Linked DNA regions of Gossypium hirsutum: region 2 is linked to region 1. The links are chromatin contacts, called in public Hi-C maps. All regions are on one chromosome and are shown on one strand. The core of a region is the stretch at or near the end of the contact, and the rest is flanking DNA. Distances in the headings are between cores, read along the strand shown. Region 1 has its middle 4.8 kb from the start of LOC107903711. Region 2 holds the start of LOC107903712 (auxin-induced protein 6B).

Region 1 (2,700 bases), core at 153-2,652:
AATCATGGGTCTTTATTATTTAAAGCTGAAAGCAAAGTCATTTAGGAAATTCGACAATCTTAGAAGACAACCACAGAATTAATCAAATCATATAAATGCATGTTCTTGCTTAATAAAATTGATTTGAATGAATTAAACAGTGGTTTGTATTTTAGGGCTAACATTTCGTTTGGGTTAAGGAGGCTCACGAATTGATAAGATTCTATTTTCGTCTTATTGAAAACCGACAAAATTATAGCATGAAATTTTTTTTGATAAAATTTTAATTTATAATTGTAAAATTATAAATTAATACAATAATGAAACTCATTTTTCCTCCTTATTAGATTTTTTTTAAAAAAATTAATAAATAATTCACTGATGGCTTAACCAAATGCTCAACTTCATGTTTACTTCCCAAAAAACAAATTACCATTAAGATAACACATTCGATAGATTTTTTTATTGTTCCACAAGTCAAGTAAAAGGAAAATGTCTAAATTTAGAGGGCCCTCAACCTAAATTATCCATCTCCTTCAATCAATTGAGGTTTTGGCATACAACCTTGATTTTTATGTTTTTGTTTTGATTTCATAATAACAAGTCCCAGTACAAAGAAAGATGTTACATGTCTCTTTGAACAGACTTTTTCTTTTTCAAAGATTTATCATTATCTAATAGCAATTTAGAAAAGCACTGTATCAGTGCCTATCGTCTAATTCTGATTTTAATATCTATATTATGTTCTCCGATTTATAATATTATAAGTAGAACTAGATTGATATTACCATTAGTTGATGTTGTTAAAGTGATGGTGTGATGATTCTTTTAAAATTTCAGGTATTTAGTTGAGACATAAATTTATTATTTTTTAAATATAATTAATAAATTTTCATGCTACTTTAATTATGTAATCGAATAACAATAAAAAAAAATCACTTATCACTTTAACAATAACAATTTACCTTATTATCAATTTTAATCTACTAATACTACAATAAAAAAATTTATATCTCAACTTTTAGCTAAGACCATAATTATATCTCAAATCAATTCACTTTGGGTACGGATAGAATTTTTATAATATTGAAGTAAATCATAATTCGGAATAGAAATATATATTGGATGTCTTCGTAAGATATATTTTATTTTTAGAACGAGAATTAAATTTAAACTTAAAAGATAATATTATTAGAAGAAGAAATTACAAAATTCTAAAAGAGTTAGGATGTTTATAGATGATAAAACAATATTTTAAAAAATTATGAATGAATTATTGGGGTCTAGAGGCCGCTGAAAGCATGGATGGGAATGGGAGGTGGCCCTGGCGACACTGATTAAGCCAAATTGGTGGTGATGGGTGTTGGTTTATGATTTATGATGGAACTGACTCTGTCTTATCGCTGAAAGATTGAAGTAATTTGGTTGGTAATGTAAATGCGAGTTGAAAGATGAACTTGGACTATGCATTGAGGCCAATAACCAGCTAAGTTTTGAAGGGATAATGTTGCACTTTTTACTTGACTAGCATGCTAAGTGGACCCACCATGCCCACTCTCACAAACCCCACTCATTCTTTTCAAGGACTTTCATAATAGCTACTGCCTACTCCATAATATTCTAAACCATTTTTAAACAAAACTTCAAAACTTGGTTACCAATTATATTATGTATTATTGATTCATTTTGGTCTATTTTTTTATACTTTGATGATATATTTTTATATATGTTTGAAGTGTTAAAATACAAGGTAAAACCTGAATTTACACATTTATTGTGTAAGTACAAGACTTTTAGTGTTTAAGATTTTTTTTATTTGAAAATATCTCTCTAAAGGATCAATTATAATTAAATTTATCTTAAAAAGAGAAAGTAAATAATTTCCTATATTTTAAAATTTGCTTTTTATTTAGCGTTTTCTTTTTTTAGGGCGACAGCTCATTTTCCCTTTTATCCTTAATTTTAAGTTTTCATCCTATAAATAAACCAAAAAAAGAATTTTTTTCTTAGAAGGAGCTGGGGAATGTTAGCCGCCAGTTGTTAATGTTTTAAGTTTTTTATTAATAAAATTTCATTGTTATGAGTAGCAATTTGAAATCATGCTAAGATACTTTTCATCTTGGTATTTGTTGATTCTCTAATTTATAAAAAAAGATAGGATAGTATTATTAGTATTGTTCTGTTTGATACTTGGACTAATATTTTGTTTGTAAACTAATTCAAATTTTATTTTTATCAAAGAATAAAATTAACTTGGTTGAATTGAGAGCAGCCAGGGTGACTTCAAAGGGAATTAGTGATATAATTTAAACAGCTCATGCATTTGAGTTTATTAACTTGAGTTGGGTTCTTCTGGACTACTGAAAGCTGAGCTTAGGTTGTTCATTTGGCAAGAGTTAATCGTCGAGCTGTTATTGTGGTTAATTGGCAAGAGTTATGTGGTGAAGATTCAATTTGTTGTATAATAATTTTAATTTTATGTATTTACATGTCTCTTTTAATATAAATTAATTGTAAAATAATTAATAGTTAATTTTTCTAAAACTCCCATCTTTAATTGACACAACCAAAATTATTATACAACAAATTGAATCCTAAAATTTAAGAAACCAAAATAAGTTCAAAGATATTAAAAGCAAGGACTAAATAAAGATTAGAATTAAAATAAAATTTAAAAGTGAAGGACTTAAATAGAAAATATCCCAAAATAGAATAGCTGGT
Region 2 (2,700 bases), core at 47-2,546, 50 kb before region 1:
GGAGGTTAGTAGTAGGATTTTGACATGATACAAGGTTTTTGTATTTTAAAGACACACAGAATCTAATCCAATCATATCATTATAACTATCAACCAAATGTCAAAAAGGGTTACAATACTTAAAATAAAAAATAAAAAAATCTCATATTAGTTCACTTTTTAAAAAGTTCTCTGCTTTTTTTTTATTAAATATCAAGTATTTATTTATTTTGTTTCATCTTCCCTTTAAACTTGTTTTTTTTATATTAATAACTTATTTAAGGCTAAGTTAAAAATTAAAAGTTTGTTTTATTTATATAAAAGTAATTAGAATATTTTTTTTCACTTTATTTATTCCTTGTATATTTTTCTCTACTTCTCATGCAATTTTTATTAAAATTAATATAAAAAAATATGTACAATAAAAAACTCGGGATCATGAGCAAAATTAGGAAAGTCTCTTTTTACATTTTTAATTATATACTCCTACTAATATATTTTTCTTTCTTTTATTAATTTAGCTCATATTTTTTTTATAAACTACCAAGTTTATTAAATTATTAATGAGTTTATATTTTGGTCACTTAACTTCAAAAAGCTAAAATTGATTACTGAAATTTTCAAAAGTTTTGGTTTAAGTCATTAAATTATTTGGAAGATTTTATTCAAGTCACCGGATTATTAAGTATTTTTCTTTTTAAAAGTCTAACTAGTAAGTTTCAAGCGATAGTTCCACAATCGATACGGTGGATCAATACGCTCGACAAGTATAATAACATACATTAACTCTAAGTTAATTTGACAGTCAATGTTGAAAATTAGAGAAGAAAACTGTTTGAATTTTGCTTCACAAATTAGCAACATTAAAAATTGTTTCATGAAAAAAAATTAAACTATAAAAGAGAAAGGGAATGAGATGTTTCGATTGGTGTAGACAATGTGATAAAAAAAAAGTCATATAACAACAATTTTAATAGCCTAACAACTTAAATGATCAAAATATAAATTTACCTTAAATTTAATTTATCAATTTCTTTTCAATTCAATTGAAGTCCACACAAACGCTATGAAGATTAATAATTATTTCTCAATTAAATTTTAAATCAGAAATTTAAATAATAATATAAATAGATAATGCACCACTATCAAGAAACTAACTAAACACTAAAGAAATTATGCTTTAATGAATTAAAAAATGGATTAAAGCTAGCTAAAGTCCCATTACCTTACTGTGGATCACATGGCCATGATACCCATGGAAACAGCAGACACAATCTCGTAATTATCTCAAAGTCCAAGGGCAATATCTCTTATCCTTGACCTTATAATACCTCCCTCCGCCCTAAACTTTTAACTCACAAGTAAATTTTATTTTTTCTCACGCCACCGAAGACTTCCTTCTTCTACTGCACTTTTTTTCTTTCTCTCACTTTCTCGGAAAGTATTCTCTTTTCCTTTTAACGTTCCTTGCTCATTTTCTGTCACTTCCTTGGGAAAAGAATGTATCACGGAATGGGAAAATGCCAGAAAATTCGTCAGATAGTTCGGATCCGACAAATGCTGAAGCAGTGGCGAAGGAATGCCCGGATAACGGCCAACAACAACAATAACGGACACGCGCCGTCAGATGTTCCTGCTGGACACGTGGCGGTCTGCGTGGGCACCAGTCTCAGGAGATTTATCGTACGCGCGACGTACCTTAACCACCCCATGTTCAGAAAACTCCTGGTACAAACTGAAGAGGAGTACGGTTTCAACAACGTTGGACCGTTAACCATCCCATGCGACGAGTCGTTGTTCGAGGAGATTCTCCGAGCCGTATCCCGATCCGACTCGGGCCGGTTCTCCACATTCGAGGTTCTTCAGAGATGCTGCCAAGTCGGCATGAAGAATAAACTCGGGGGTTTAGGCGAATCTCGACCGTTGCTTCATGGGGTCGCCGATAAATCAGTGTACTAAAAGCTAATGCAAGCATATAATAAAAACGACAGATCCTCCTTGGTTGACTCAACCAGAGTTGGAAGCGCTAACAGTTTTACTGAGTTGATTAGGTTTCATTATGATTTATTAGAGTGATTAGTGGGTAATTTTGAAGTTCTTTTCCTTACAATGATTATGAAGGAGATGGCAAAGAGGGATTGTTTTTACCGAGTCATCCCGAGTGGAAAAGAGTGACGAAGCTTAAGCATAATTTATTTATTATTTCCATATTGTAAATCCAATGACTTTGAGTTATTATTTTTTGAAATTTTAGAGATATTATATATAATTTGTTTTTTTTTAATTTTTATTTTTTTGTGAGAGAATATAATATAAATTGTAATTTATATGAGCATTGCAATTTTTTTTAAAATTTTTTTTATAGTTTCACTTATATAAAGCTACAAGGTATACATTATAATTGCAAATGATGGGTTGAACCTTTTAGCATTGCAATTTTAGATACCCACAATGCAATTATCATTAAAAGAGGTTAAGAGAATAATACTTTAAAATGGAACCACAATGCTTAAGAATAAATAATTTTTGATTCAATTAAAATAAATTTATAATTAGTAAGAATATACAAAATTTATCAAACTTGCCTGGTGAAAATTTCAAAATTAAATGGTTAAGATCCTTGGTGTTTGAAATTGAAGTTGGATAATGATGATGTATATTGACAAAAGGAAATTTAGTAATGGTACGAGATGCTAAATGTTGTTTTCCATTATAGTAAAAA

Evidence for each region. Hi-C and Micro-C count contacts between places; a contact is called where the count stands out from the background.
Region 2: a contact with region 1 is called in a Hi-C map of leaf, with 1.9 times the contacts expected there. The contact joins the promoter of LOC107903712 here to the enhancer-like site in region 1. A contact is called at or near these places in 8 of 34 Hi-C or Micro-C datasets (fibers, hypocotyl and leaf).

What each region holds. Positions count from the first base shown.
Region 1 is chrA13:43,412,148-43,414,847 of Gossypium_hirsutum_v2.1, reverse strand. No RefSeq gene overlaps it. Among protein-coding and RNA genes, the nearest start is that of LOC107903711, 4.8 kb to the right of the region's middle. Within about 2 kb of position 1,402, at least 4 of the 9 cell types and tissues checked have an H3K27ac peak or open chromatin away from gene starts, as enhancers often do. A contact at or near this core is called in fibers, hypocotyl and leaf, where this site is marked.
Region 2 is chrA13:43,461,864-43,464,563 of Gossypium_hirsutum_v2.1, reverse strand. LOC107903712 (auxin-induced protein 6B) reads left to right here and starts at 1,296. Exons shown (of 1, transcript XM_016829857.2): 1 at 1,296-2,240. The coding sequence starts at 1,479. The coding sequence ends at 1,937.